3 separate regions of the Mus musculus genome follow, and regions 1 and 2 are each linked to region 3. Evidence: chromatin contacts called from public Hi-C and HiChIP or PLAC-seq data. All regions are on one chromosome and are shown on one strand. The core of a region is the stretch at or near the end of the contact, and the rest is flanking DNA. Distances in the headings are between cores, read along the strand shown.

Evidence for each region. Hi-C and Micro-C count contacts between places; a contact is called where the count stands out from the background. HiChIP or PLAC-seq counts read pairs in DNA pulled down with a chosen protein or histone mark.
Region 1: a Hi-C map of embryonic stem cells shows a contact between it and region 3, with 2.2 times the contacts expected there. The contact joins the promoter of Cyp24a1 here to the enhancer-like site in region 3. A contact is called at or near these places in 6 of 39 promoter capture datasets (the 3T3-L1 cell line, the C10 cell line, embryonic stem cells and 2 more), 9 of 484 Hi-C or Micro-C datasets (B cells, the G1E-ER4 cell line, embryonic stem cells and 2 more), 5 of 115 datasets of contacts at active chromatin or transcription factors (T-cell acute lymphoblastic leukemia, bone marrow-derived macrophages, embryonic stem cells and 1 more) and 1 of 9 other capture datasets (liver).
Region 2: a contact with region 3 is called in an H3K4me3 HiChIP or PLAC-seq map of embryonic stem cells, with 22 read pairs. The contact joins the promoter of Bcas1os2 here to the enhancer-like site in region 3. A contact is called at or near these places in 12 of 39 promoter capture datasets (the 3T3-L1 cell line, the C10 cell line, the HPC-7 cell line and 6 more), 5 of 15 datasets of contacts at CTCF or cohesin (CD8 T cells, embryonic stem cells, large pre-B cells and 2 more), 49 of 484 Hi-C or Micro-C datasets (B cells, the C10 cell line, CD4 T cells and 28 more), 9 of 115 datasets of contacts at active chromatin or transcription factors (the 230-238 cell line, acute myeloid leukemia, embryonic stem cells and 4 more) and 3 of 9 other capture datasets (adipose tissue, liver and pancreatic islet).

Annotation. Positions count from the first base shown.
Region 1 is chr2:170,495,840-170,500,754 of GRCm38.p6, reverse strand. Cyp24a1 (cytochrome P450, family 24, subfamily a, polypeptide 1) reads left to right here and starts at 3,610. Exons shown (of 12, transcript NM_009996.4): 1 at 3,610-4,238; 2 at 4,391-4,581. The coding sequence starts at 3,981. It overlaps Gm16796 (predicted gene, 16796), which reads left to right. Exons shown (of 3, transcript NR_040367.1): 3 at 989-1,398. It also overlaps a transcript of Pfdn4 not described here.
Region 2 is chr2:170,354,277-170,359,215 of GRCm38.p6, reverse strand. It overlaps Bcas1os2 (breast carcinoma amplified sequence 1, opposite strand 2), which reads right to left and starts at 2,855. Exons shown (of 8, transcript NR_040610.1): 1 at 2,818-2,855; 2 at 2,297-2,418. Bcas1 (breast carcinoma amplified sequence 1) reads left to right here. Exons shown (of 13, transcript NM_029815.2): 11 at 2,903-2,968.
Region 3 is chr2:170,044,311-170,048,993 of GRCm38.p6, reverse strand. It overlaps a transcript of Tshz2 not described here. Among named protein-coding and RNA genes, the nearest start is that of A630075F10Rik, 24 kb to the left of the region's middle. Within about 2 kb of position 2,478, at least 18 of the 459 cell types and tissues checked have an H3K27ac peak or open chromatin away from gene starts, as enhancers often do. A contact at or near this core is called in embryonic stem cells and uterus, where this site is marked.

The DNA of each region.
Region 1 (4,915 bases), core at 2,361-4,860, 450 kb before region 3:
ATGCTTCTCTGGTGTGCACAGGGCTCTGTGATCAGCCTCCAGCACCACAAACACACACACTGCCACTATCTAGTTGAGCACAGATATCATGATTGAAACACCCTCCCTCTGGGTCCCAAGGAACCAGGTGTGCAATGCACAGCACTACAAGGTAAGTTCTTAAACGTCTCACTTTGCTGGGGACTTTGTGCAGCATCCTCACAGGAGCCTATGTTGGCACTCTTCCCATTTCTGTGATGTTTGAGTTTGGCTGTGAGGTTGGTTCCACCACCTTCTGCTCAAGAAATGAAAAGTCAGCAGCCCTCCGAATTCCCGCAATCAAAAAGCAGCTAGGTCACCCTAGGTCAGCCAAGGCTTGAGACTCAAAATTGTATTGCCAACCCATATATTTGAAAGAGTTTTGTATTTCCCAAGACAGAGGACCAAATCAAGCCCTTGCCCTCCAACAGGTTCCGCCCTACACACACACACACACACACACACACACACACTCACACTCACACACACTCACACACACTCACACATACTCACATATACACACTCACACATATTCACACATACACACACTCACACAAACACACACTCACTCTCACACACTCACTCACACTCACACACACTCACTCACACACACACTCACACACACTCACTCACACACACTCACTCATACACACACTCACACACACACACACACACACACACTGTCATGTGTGGTTGCATAGTAGAAAGGCTAGGGTCTAATGAATCTAATCAATCTTTGCAGGAGATAGTTAGGATTTCTCAGAACAGTAGAGGTGGCCTGGGCAGATCTTGGGAATGGGGTTGGCTCTTAGGAGCCACTTTCAGATCTTTCTTTAGGAATTTCTGAGAGGTAATGGCTGCATGCCTCACAGAGGCCATGGAATGAGGGAGGCCCAAAGCCCAGGAAAGAAGGTTAAGTTCCTGAGAGTATGCGCAACATAATCACTTTGGTGTTCTGAACCTCTTCCAGGACTGACAAATGTCCCACTCAATGGACCTCCAATAAACTCTATGCTGAGACTGGGGACTCTCCCCAGTGAACAGGAGACATGGACTTCTATGAATCTGAAATTCTCTAATTTACTTCTATAAATACACTAGCTAATAATTTCCTGTACTTCTGAGTATCTCTTTGTAATTCATGAAGCGGTCTAGTGCTAGCATTCAGTGTGGCACATAAGTTTAATCCCAGCACTCAGGAGGCAGAGGCAGGCAGATCTCTGTGAGTTCAAAACCAGCCTGGTCAACATAGCAAGTTCCATGACAGCCAGGACTACATCGTGAGACCCTGTCTCAAAAACAAAGCAAACAAAAACTGTCTAACGTTAAACTCCCAGGAGAATCTACTTTGTCTGAAACCTGTCTCGGTCTTGATCATGCAAAATAAAAAAAAAAAAAAGGAAAAGAAATAGTAGCTCACTGGCTGAAATAACAAGACAGTTGTCACACACACCCAAGGATGGGGTCTTTGCAGCATCCAGGCACAAGTGAGAAGAGATGCGGAAATAACACCTCCCTCTAAGGATGCATGCTCTCTGCCACTCTCTGCCACGTACCCAAACGAGAAAGTTCTGATCCCACCCTCCTCTGGGGCACATCGTCATGGAAGGAATACTTCCATCGCCATGGAAGAGAGTGATATGATTGGCCAGGTGATGTTAGGCATGGTGAAATAAACCATCAGCCAACACTCTAGAGGTGGAAACAGGAGGATGAGGGGTTTGAGCTAGCCTGGGCTATGAGACTGTCTCAAGAAAGCAATAGAAATAATGATACATATGGATGTCGATGCTGAAGAGTCAGGCTGGGTTAGAAACTGGGATCCAAATGCCATTGGGGCTACTAATGTCTGTGACAATGGGCAGGGGGGTGGGGGTGGGGTTACGGTTCTTTCACGTGTTTTTGATGTTGAGCTGAAGTGAAATTTGTCTCCTGGCACATACACAGCAGAGAGCTGCCTTGTCTGGCCTCAGTAGGAAAGGATATGCCTAATCCTGCCAGAGACATGATAAACCACGAGGGTGGGGGTGGGGGGTATCCTCTCAGAGGTGAAGGGGAAGTGGAGGGAGGAAGTGTGAGGGGATGGGGGAGGGGGCAGCATTTGGGAGGTAAATACATAAATAAATTATCAATCAATAAATAAGTATTGGAGTGAAATTCCAGTTTTGTCACAGGCTCTTGAAAGTCTAACATATGGTACTTTCACATGGCCTACAGTGCACTACATATATTATAAAATGTATGTTTCACAGAAACACAAGAGACTACATGAACTTATAGTGCATGCCGTATACACGACAGTGCATATTAACATTGATCTAGTGGATTTCATATAAATTATTGCATATATGCAGTTTTTGTTTGTTTGTTAGCACGACCTCTTAGGGGAAATTCGAGACGACAGTATTGGAGCACAAATCACAAATTTGCAAAAGCCTTTCCAGAAGCAGACAGGTGTTTACGGAAGACTTTGCTATTGCTTGGGTCACAGTAACCTTCGGTCAGGTGACTGGAAAGCCGAGGAGGAAAGTCTCTGCCTCCTGCCTGGTTGCTGGCGCTTGGCATTGGAACAGCAGGAAACAATATGAGTCACTTTAAATCAGTGAAGACCAATTTCCTTTCCAGAATTAGGAAAGTGAGCTCTAATCTATCCAGATACAAAAGCAAGGGTGCATCTGTGGCTAACTCTGCCTGCTTTAGGGAGAAAGTGGGGGCGCTTAGGAATCGGTGGGTGCCTCTGCTCTGCGAAGGGTGGGCGGTGTGCAAGAAGGAAAGGCTTAAGGGGACATTGGGAAGCACTCCAAAGGAACCAAGCCATGCCCTCAAGGCACTCCACAGTCTCCCGCAGAACTAAAGCCACTAGCATCCTTTGTTGAGGACATACACCTGTGTACGTGCATTCATTTATTCGGTTCCCTAACAACCCAACCCGAAGCATCGAGGAATCTGGTAAGGAAATTCTGCAAATCGCATTGGGCTTTCTTGCCTAGCTTAAGACCCTGGGTAAGAAAATTATCTCCGCCCCCCCCCCCCCCCCACTTGTTGGTATATCCTAGTAAGTTTCAAATCCTCTCTTCCTTCAGAGGCTCAAAAAGGCAACATTCATCCAAAGGAAGTCCAGCTCAGGCTACGAAAACTTGTCTCCCGGGATGTTGGGAGGCAGGCTCGCTCTCCACTCTCTTGGCAAGCGCGGGCGGTCTTCCGCACTGTCCTCAGGAACCTTGCCCGCCCTGAGTGGCGATTGTGCAAGCGCAGCCTTGGGCTCCTGCAAGGCCGGCTGCAACCTGCAGGAGGAGGGAGAGGAGGCGTGCTCGCAGCGCACCCGCTGAACCCTGGGCTCGACTCGCCTTTCTCAGGTTATCTCCGGGGTGGAGTCCACCACGGTGCGTCCGCCGGGCCAGCAGCGTGTCGGTCACCCGAGGCCCCGGCGCCCTCACTCACCTCGCTGACTCCATCCTCTTTCCACACCCGCCCCCCGCGTCCCTCCCATCCTTGCCAGTCGGTCCCCCTCCGCCCTTATTCAGCGTGCTCATTGGCCACCTCCAGCATGCCCTGTTCCCATAAATACGAGGTCCCTAAGCCCGGGAGCTCGGGGAGGCACAAGGAGGTACATCAGACCTGGCGGCATCCCTTCGACCCTCCTTGACCCCTCGTGGCTTTAGACCTTAGAAGTCAAATTTGCAAAGCCACAGAGTACTCGGGCCAAACCCCGGCCGCTCTTCCCCAGCCACTGTGGCCAGCTCAGGGCAGGGACCTGCGCCCTAAACAACTGCACCTTGCAGCATCCCTGGGCATCTGCCTCTTCCAAGTCCATCCTGTTGTACAGTATTTTACCACACCCGCGGCTTCTGTTTGCCTCTCTTCCCCAAATCGCCAAAACTTCAGAACCCAACAGCACTTCCGAAATACCTTACCCATTTCAGTCCCTACTGCTCCTCGAGTGTCACGGGTCGCCTGCTACTATGAGCTGCCCCATTGACAAAAGGCGCCCCCTGATCGCTTTCCTGCGCCGGCTGCGGGACCTCGGGCAACCCCCAAGGTCCGTGACATCCAAGGCGCACGTGAAGCGTGCGCCAAAAGAGGTGCCCCTCTGCCCGCTGATGACCGACGGTGAGACTCGGAACGTCACCTCCTTACCTGGACCCACCAACTGGCCACTGCTGGGCAGCCTACTGGAGATTTTTTGGAAAGGTGGCCTGAAGAAACAGCACGACACACTGGTAAATAGTTTGTTTCCTAATCACCTATTGTCCCCTGTTCCCTATTCCTTCCGGTCGGGGTGGCAGGGGGAGCTCAGGTCAGCAGCTCGAGGCAGAAGCGCCCGGGGCACCTGAGGATGCGCGCTGATGGCATTTGGCCCGCCCCGCTGCAGGCAGAGTACCACAAGAAGTATGGCCAGATTTTCCGGATGAAGCTGGGCTCCTTCGACTCGGTGCATCTGGGCTCGCCGAGCCTGCTGGAAGCTCTGTACCGCACAGAGAGCGCGCATCCCCAGCGGCTAGAGATCAAACCCTGGAAAGCCTATCGGGACCATCGCAACGAAGCCTACGGGCTGATGATCCTGTGAGTCAGTCCCCTCTGCTGGACGGAGACGATGGGAGGCTGGACGTGCGGGACAGTGGGGAAGGGGAGTCGTTAGAGTTCCCTGGGACGTATGGACAACGAATATAAAGCCCCTGCTCTACCTAGAGCTGGTGCCATCCTGAAATTGTGCTGTAGAGAGTGGGTTCCCCTCACAAGCTATTCAGTGAAGGGATGCACACATGCTGCCTCCCCCAACAGGACACATCAAAAGCACCATGCCCGCTTTATTTGGGCTTCACCTTCCAGGTGTCGTCTTGGGCAAGACTTAACCCTAACGTCAAACCAAATATTTTAACGTTGTTTGACAATTTTA
Region 2 (4,939 bases), core at 1,606-4,105, 310 kb before region 3:
CCTTCTTGTGCCTCAAAATGAATGGAGAAAAGCCGTCGAGAGGATTGGAGGACTCTCCTGTTTTTCCTTAGGAAGAATGAAAATGGCAGCCATCTTCCTGAGGGTGGGAGGTGGGGTGGGTGCTGAAGCTCTGCTCTCACACTGTCAACAGCGTGATTCCCAATCCCACCCAATCCACCCAATCCTCCTCCAAGACTACCGAAGAGACGGAGGGAAAGGACAAACATCCAAACCCTGAACTGGAGAAGCAGCTGTAGAACACGTCAAGTTCAATAGTGCTCTCTTAGGACACCAAAGAGGATCGCTGTCAGGAAGCTGCAGAAAGACCAGTCCCTGGCATCCACTGTTGTTTTGGCTTAAAAAGCTATTGTGCTCATACATGTGGTGGTTGCTTTCCTATTGTGGTGATAAAACACCGTGACCAAAGCAACGTATAAAAGAAAGTCTACTCGGGCTTATAGTTCCAGAGAGATAAAATGAGCTGTGGCAAAGCAGAGGCATAGGGTTGGAACTGGAAGCTCCGAGCTCATACCTTTCTTTCTCTTTTTTTAAAGATTTATTTATTATTATATGTAAGTACACTGTAGCTGTCTTCAGATGCATCAGAAGAGGCATCAAATCTCATTATAGATGGTTGTGAGCCATCATGTGGTTGCTGGGACTTGAACTCAGGACTTTTAGAAGAACAGTCAGTGCTTTTAACCACTGAGCTATCTCTCCAGCAAGCTCACACCTTGAACTCAAAGGAGAAAGCAGAGAAACGGCAATGATGAAAGCGTTTAAAGTCTCAAAGCCTCCATTGACAGACTTCCTCCAACAAGGCCACACCTCCCAAGCCTCCCCAAACAGTGTCACCAACTGGAGCCCAAGCATTCAAATAACAGAGCCTTTGGGGACATCCTCATACAAGCCACCACACGTCTGTATTTTGCAACTGAAAATTTTCCCAGGGGGTAGGGGGAGATGGGTGGCTCGTTTGGAAAACTGTTTGACTTCCAAGTGTGAGGACCTAAATTTCACCCCTGGAGCCCATATTTAAAAGACCAGGTGACACATGCTTATAGTCCCAGCACCGGAGGGACAGAAACAAGCAGATCTCTGGAGTTCACTGGTCAGCCAGTCTAACTAAGTTGGTGAGTTCCAGGTTCAGTTGACTCTGCTTAGGAGGCGAATGCATTCTGGGGAATGTTTCTCGCGGTGAAGAGACACCGTGACCAAGGCAACCCATAAAGGGAAGCACTTGACCGGGAGCTGGCTCACAGTGTGTTAGATGGTTAGTCTGTAACCATTGTGATGGGGAGCGTGGTGGTACACAGACAGGCATGGTGCTGGAGAGGCAGCTGAGCCCCCATACATAACCACAGGACACAGGAAGGGAGAGGGGGTGAGAGAGACAGAGACAGAGAGAAACAGACAGAGACAGACAAACGGATTGGCTTGTGCTTTTGAAACCTCAAAGCCCATCCCACTGACATACTTCCTTCAGTAAGGCCCCACCTCCTGATCCTTTCCTCTGACACTTTGAGCGTCATCTCTCAGACTGAAGAGCAGCATCTAACACTAATCCCTCAGAATGCATTTGAGCTCCTGTAAGGTTTTCTTTGTCGTGCGTGTCTGGTATGTGTGCTTATATATGTTTGCCTGTACCTGTGCACATGTGCACCTGAGGCTGATGTTGAGAGTCTTCCTTACGTGTTAAGGGTGTGGTCTCTTGGTTGAACCAGGGGCTCTCAGATACAACTAGCCTATGTTAGCCAGGAATCCTGTTTCCACCTTCCTCCAGTGCACTGGAATCACAAATGGCCGCCATGCCCACCCAGCCTCTTGGGGTCTGGGCTCTGTCTTCACACCTGCCGCTTGCATGGAAGGTGCTTTAGCCACCCGGCCAGCTCCCGACCCGCCTCTCATGTTATCAGGATGAAGTGTTCTGAGCTGTGCTGTGCTCTGTGAGTGTGTGCTGTCTGCTAAGAGAACATCCCAGTTGATAGCGGTGCAGTTGGGAGTCCCCGCTTCCTGAGCAGCTGGGAGGAGATGATACTAACCAATGAGCGCGCATCCTCACGTCACGTGGGAGTTTGAGCGCACCAGCACAGTTTGTGGCCAGTTAGAGCACAGCTCAGAGCCCCCTGAGGAGCTTGTTAAACACGGGTGGCTGAGCCCCAGGCCCAGAGTTTCTGATTCTGTGGATCTGGATCTAAGCAGATGTGAAGAACTTACATCTCTCTAACGAGTCCCCTGGTGAGTCTGGTGCCTCTGGGCCTGTGGCCACACCTTTGGAACCGGTTGCTTAGCTCACCTGGTTGAAGGAATCAAAGATGCAGATTTGACTAGGTACCGCCCTGTTGAGGAAGCCACTGGCTCTAGGGGGCGCTAAAGGATGGAGGATGGGTGCTCATTAACTCAACTCTCCTCCACTGCCTAAAAGTAGCAAAAAAAAAAAAAAAAAAGTTAGCAGGCAAGTTCATTCATTTATTCATTCATTCACTCATATCTCTAACCTCCTTTTCCTTCCAACATTACTTTCTTCCCCTCCTTCTTCTGAAAGAGGATCTCATTTAGCCTAGGCTATCTCATAGTCCTACTGCCCCCGCCCCTAAATGCTGGGTTTACAAGTGTTTTCCTGGGGAGACAGGAGCAAATGTCTATTTAGCTCATATATAATTTTTATTTCATTTATTTGTTTGATTGATTGTTGTTCCTTCGGGACGCTAATACTTGAATTCAGCAGACTCTGATGACACAGCCCCAGCTCTCCGAGTGACCCCTTTCCATTCCTGTCTGTATCCTAAATATCAAGGATAAATGAGGGGGGTTCACCGTCGTCATTGTCATCGTCGTCGTGCGTGCACCTGTGCACCGTTGCTGTGGTTACTGAAAGGATACTGTCTGTTTGTTGTTGTAGTCAGTGAGATCGAGCGAAGGGATCCCCCGCTCGGAAGAAAGTAACGTGAAAGACTCCAGCTGCCAAGTAAGTGACCGTGAACTCAGCCTGCGGGCAGGTTCAGCCTCGCGACCTGGAAGTTCATATCCACTTGTGAAACATTGCCTGGTTAAGCACCCACTGTATACCCAGCAGTATTGGGCTCTACAGACATGGTATGGGGCGAGTCCTCAGCGCTTCTCTCTCCATGTAGAAAGTTTCTTCCCAGACTTCCAGTGTTAGCAGAAATGTCACCTCCTCAAAGAGCTCCTGTGCCCCGCGGTCATCCCTGTCATAGAGTTTGCTCCCTTCTTGGTGCTGTAACAATTCTCATGTCTCTCCTGATCCTTCCCACCCATGTCTGGAACATTGTAGAGCAAGCAGGTGCTTCTAGGTTTCTCTCATCTTCTGTGGTGTCTGGCACAGAGACTTATTAGATCAACAATGCTCATCTCCTTGCTTTCTTTACTATTGACAAACAGAACGCTTGACATCTGTGCAGGTGCCTTCCTTTAAAAATGAGACCATGGGCTGGGTGGTGGCCCGCAGCCCTCTTCGTACAGGGTTTGCCTCACACATGGGAAGCCCTGGGCTCCATCCTGGCACTGCATAGAACCAGGCATGGTAGCACACGCCTGCAATCCCAGCACTTAGGAGGCAGAGGGAGGAAAATTAGCTGTTCAACATCATTACTAACCCCCTATTTTATAATACAGCACTCTTTTAATTTAAATAGATACTTCCATAAAAAATATCAGAGCTCTTTTGTTAACTTTAATAATACAAAGAAGTGCTTAAAAGCCTGTGTTTTAGACTCAAAGGGACTGGGTCTGATCCTGGCTTAAAGGGTTTTTCTGTTTGCTTGTTTTTATGGATTTTTTTGCTATAGTTGTTTGGAAAGATTGCCAATCTCCCAGTCCCTCAGTTCCCTTACCTAGGAGGATGTAGGGGACGCAGACTCCATAGAGCAAGCGTCCTGCCTAGATGAATCAGTACTGGGCAAGCACTAGGAACACTCCTGGTGTGGAGGCTCAATAAACAATTTAATGTCAGGGTAGGCTGCCAGAGCGAAACGCCATACAGTGAGTGACTCAAACCACAGGAATTTCTCTCACACGTTTCTGTTGGCTGGAAAGGCTACAAGCAAAGTATTGGCGAGGTTCTCTCCCTTGCATGCAAATGGCTGCCTTCCACCTTGCAGGGGAAACGGGAGGAAAGAGGAGGAACGAGGGAAGAAGAGTGCCCCCTGGTGTCTCTTCCTAGAATGACGCTAAGCCTATGAAATCAGCTCCATCTGTAGGACCTCATTTAACGTGAATTGTTACTTTGTTGCAAACATAACCACAAAAGGAATTCGTTTTCAGGGGGTGAAGTGGAGTTGCATGATTCAGCCAACTGCGGTGCTCCTTGTCATTATTGTCAAGCTGTTGATAGGGATTCACCATCCTATTATTTTGCTTATAGCACATGAATCTACAGCATAATTCAGATTTCTACTTCTATTAATAATTATGAAAGTATATGTTTTCATATGTTATGAATATAATATTAGAAATCATGATGTTTTCCATTTATTTTTTATACCTATATTGGACCCCCAAATCTACACACAATACTGGGCACTTTGGTGCCCAAACTTTCAAAGGTTCACCTTAGAAACACAGTAAACTTACTTTATACAAAAAGGAAAAGACAGGCCAGTGAGATCCCTCAGTGGGTAAATTCTGGTCGTGACACCCTGCCAACCTGAGTTTAAATCCCAGACCATACAAAAAGATGAATATCGTGGTACACATTTGTAATCCCAGGTCTCCTATGGAAAATGGGAGGCAAAGACATAATTACCTGGAAGTTCATAGGCCAGGTAGCCTGGAGGACACCGCACAGAATCAAAAGCAAGCAAAGACCCCCAAAGCAAGAGAGACCTGCCTTAACAGGTGGAAGGAGAGAACTGACTCTGAAAGGTGTCCTCTGACATGCTCGTGCACACACACACACATACACGATGCATACTGCACA
Region 3 (4,683 bases), core at 1,229-3,728:
TGTGTGAACTCCAGGGCTTGAACTCAGGTAGTTGGGCTTGGCAGCAAGCTCCTGTACTCACTGAACCCTCTAGGCAGCCTTTAACCAGCTATTTTAATTCTAGACAATTATGAATGGAGAACAAGGAAATCACACTCCATCCTAAAGAAGACCCCTGTCACTGAGGCCTCTGTGACTGTATGCACCGTGTCAAATCATGAGGCTGAGGGCTGCTCATCTTCTAGAACATTCCTCACAAATCAATTCAACACCACAGGATGCTGGTTTGGAGTTTCGCTTGACTTTTTTTTTTTTTTCCTCCCCAGAAAGATTTCCAATCTGTCATGCAAAGTATGTTCCTCTGGCTGGGAGTGTAAGACTCACTCAGTGAGGTGTGAAAGGAGGGCAATGCTGAGAGGGAGCAAACTCTCAATCAGACCTTGGTACTTTCTGTTTTCCCTTCTGCAGGCAGCTGGCCTGGATATGTACCCAAAAGTGTGCTGGAGACATTGATACACCCTGTCATGTGTCTAGGGAATGGTGCCACCCACAGTGGGCTGGGTCTTTCTACTTCATTTAACAATCAAGGCAATCACCACACAGACATGCCCATAGACTACTATGATCTAGGAAACCTCAGTTAGTAAAATTAAAAATTAATTCTTTTTAAAACAGTAATATTAGTAGAAGTAGATCCCAGCCAAACCCCCAAGGGTGTAAGCCTTTTACTGTGGGCTTTGTCGAGGTTCACGAACAGTTGGGAATTATATGCAGACAAGAAGCAGCAACCCCTGTGGTGTTTGAAGCTCTCTGTTGCCACGGCAATAACTCATGCCTTCCACGTATTTTTTCTTTTACCTATACATTACTTTCAATGTAAGAAAAAAGAAAAAAGGAGGGAGGTCTGAAATAGCAGAGGAAATGGGACATAAAGGAAGGGGCAACACTATCGATGTGTCTCACATCATTTTAGCCAATACGAAGCAAGAAAGGCAGAGCCATGGCCTCCCAACATCACAGTTAAACAAAAGCAGAATCAAGACGCGTCCATCCACTGATGGAACAGTCCAACCGAAAAACATTTGAGAACCTCTTTGCCATAGTTTTCTTTCTGTTGCTCTGATAAAATAACATGACCAGAAGCGACGTAGGGGAAGAAAGGTTTATTTAGCTCACAATTCCAGGTCACAGCCTCCATCATCAAGCAGAAGTCAAGGCCACATGTTCCATGAGACTAAACTGAGGAGGACAGAGAATGAGTGTACCTAAGTCCACTTGCTTCCATTTAGCTCTTTCCTGCCTTGTATCGCTCAATACTCCCTGTCTAGAGAATGGTGCCACCCACAGTGGGCTTTATCTTTCTACATCATTTAACAAACAAGATAGTCGCCATGCACACATGCCCATAGGCTGGTATGACCTAGGAAATCTCCATTCAGGATCTCCCAGGTTTCCCTAGGTTGTGGCAAGTTGACATTTAAAATTACCCATGATTCCTCCTAGTGCAGCCTGGGCTCAACAAGAAGGTCTCGGCAACTATTTTTACAAACGTGGTTTCTGTTCTTGTCAACAAAGAGAAAACAGGACCACATAATAAAAAGTAGATTAGTGTGGGGCTGGAGTGATGGCTCAGCTGTTAGGAGCACTGGCTGCTCTTCCAGAGGTCCCTGGTTCAAGTCCTAGCACCTATATGGCAGCTCACAACTGTCTCTAACTCCAGTTCCAGGGGATCCAACATCCTCACACAGACATCCATGCAGGCAAAACATCAAAGCACTGCACTTTTTTTTTAAAAAAATTAAACCAATGTTGCTGAGGGGAGGCAAAGGCTGTTTAGGAGGTTTTTAAACTAAGGGATAGTTATGGGCACTGGAATGATAGATACCCAATGCAGGGAGGTGGGAAACAGGCTCCACAAGGAAGTAATCATTCTAATTGATGAAGTAGGAGCAAGCCTAAACCTACGGAGAATCTCAGTAGTGAAACTCTGAAGGCGGGGCATGCAGGGTTCCTTTCGCATGGAAGGAGCAATCAAGTGAAACACTGAGGGCTGAACTGGGTGTGGTCCCTCATGCTTGGAATCCTGGTGCGGGGCAGCTGGAAGCTGGGGGGTTCACAGTGCTGAGCCAGCCGCGTGTGCAACATTGTAAAAAATTCTGTCTGAAGGCAAAACACAAAACGAAACAAAACAAGATGTAGACTTGTTTAGGAAATACTTTTGTGTTAGCTTGACACAAGCTACAGTCGACTCAATTAAGGAAATGCCTCCTTCAGATCTGGACAGAGGGATACCTTGAGGGCGTTTTATATATTAGTGATTGAGGTGGGATGGAGGGGGAACAGCCCAGCTCATTGTGGGTGGTGCCATCCATGGGCTGGTGGTTCTGGATTCTATAAGAAAACAAACTAAGCAATCCAGTAAGCCACACCCCTCCATGGCCTCTGCATCAGCTCCAGCCTCCAGGCTCCCTCCCCTTGGCTTCCCTCAGTGGACTGTGACCCAGGATATGTAAATCAAATTGTCCCTTTCCTCCCTGGGTTGCTTTTTGGTCATGATGTTTCATCACAGCTATAGGAACTCCAACTGAACCAGGGTGAGTGATAGTCCCTGTCTTTGCTTCTCTACTCTGTGCCTTTCTAACTGGGATGTAAACTCAAGGAAAGCAGTATTCCGCTCCCAGATTAGAGGCAGCCGAGGGTCTGCAATGGGCCTAGGGCACAGAGAACGCCTCGTAATCGCTTGTAGGATGAGCTGGTGCTGGTTACAGTCAGTCATAGACTTTATCTGCTCACTTCACTTCGCCAAGAGCTTTTATTACTTTCATTTTCTCTATATAGGCGGTCTGCCTGCATGCTGTGTGCGCCACATGTAGTACCCATGGAGGCCAGAAGAGGGCGATAGATTCCCTGGAACTAGAGTTACAGATGGCTATGAGTCACCACGTGGGCGCTTGAAACTGAACCTGTGTCCTCTGCAAGAGCAGCAAGTGCTCTTAACTGCTGAGTCATCTCTCCAGGCCCGTCTGACTGACTGTCTACCTGTTTGTAACCAGGAAGGTCTTTCCTTAGGAAAGAAAGGAGGAGCCAATCTTGCTGCTTGCCGGAAGTATCCAGTTGAGATCTGGGTTGCGTGTGTGTGTGTGTGTGTGTGTGTGTGTGTGTGTGTGTGTGTGTGTGTGTGTGTGTGTGTGTGGTAGGGGAGCACATTTGAGGGTGTGGCGGTCAGAAGGTCAGGCAACCTTGTTTGAGCATTTGTCTGTTGTTTGATGCCTCCTATACCTGACCACAGGCTTCCAGGGATTCTCCTGGCTCTGCCTCCTCTCATGGTACAGGAGCACTGGGATATCACGTGGCTTTGCATGGGTCCTGGGGCTTCCGGCTTGTGGTTTATCACTGAGCTGTCTGTCCAGCCAGAGTCCTCCACTTTTGATTCCATGGATCCCCTGTTGGCTTGCCTGGCTGTCACTAACAATGATTATTATAGAGTGACCATTCTAGCAACTTAGAAAGATAGTTCTTTTTAATCTCCCTTATCAAGTGAGGAAAGCATTGTTTGGATAAAAGTCATATGTCCAAAATCATGTATGCTAGAGGGACACTGAATGGTTTCTTCCTGTTTCAGGGTATCTTGGCTAGCACTACAAAGTCAAAGGCCTGTCTCATGTTTTAACAGAAGTTACCAGACACTACTTAAACCATGCCATCAAAGTGAACTTCACCCGTGATAAGACATGTCAGTGTCACGAAGCTCCTGAGAAGGGCACACGTCTCTATGGTATTACAGTGGGAACCCTGTCCTCGGGGCACGACATGGCTGTTGCCATCTCGAATCAGAACATCTGTGGTGAGCCACAGGAGTCCCTCGCAAGATTGAGGTCATTAATGTTTTCATTAGACATCTGCCCGAGATTCCAGCCACTGTTCTCCGTCCCTCCCTTGGCTTCTGGTAACCATGCATCAGTTGGTGTAGGGGCTTGGGTGGGGGTAGGGGACTCCTGTGTAAGGGACACAGAATGTTGGCTTTGTGTGGGTCTCATCCTGGAGTGGGACTTTCAGGTCGTGCAACTGCCTTTGGGAAGCCCATTAACTCCCTAGGTCAGCAAGGTAATGCTGCTGCTTTGCTTTGCTGTTGTCCTGTCCCTAGTAACAGTCACACAGCAGCTGTTCCTTTGTATACCACCTAACATCTGTCCAGGGAGCAGAAGACATTAGACAAAGCCAAAATGAGAGACAGCTCACGAAATAACCGGCCAGTGCTTGTCAGAGGATCCGTGTCACAAAAGACGGGCTGAAGAAATGACTCCACGGACAAGAGCGTTGGCTGACTAAGCAGAAGACAGGGCTGGGATCCCCAGTAGCCATGTAAAAGTCAGGACGTGGCTGCAGGCACCTGCTAACTCCAGTGTCGTGGGGGTGGAGACAGGTGGATTGCAGAGGCTTGCTGGGTTCTGCGAGAGGTCTCAAGGGAATAAGGTAGAAACCAATAAAGTGGGCCACTCAGTGGTCTCCACACACAACATGAAATATTAAATTAACCGATCAGAACAGAATACAGCACAACATGGGAAGACTTAGTGGTAAGGACCAAGTAGCTGTGGCCGCTAAATCTAACCTGAAATCCTGAGTTAGGTCCTAGGAAAGCAAAGAAAATGACTAAGAAGTGGGAACATTCAAACATGTTCTGAAGTTTGGTGGCTAGACTGT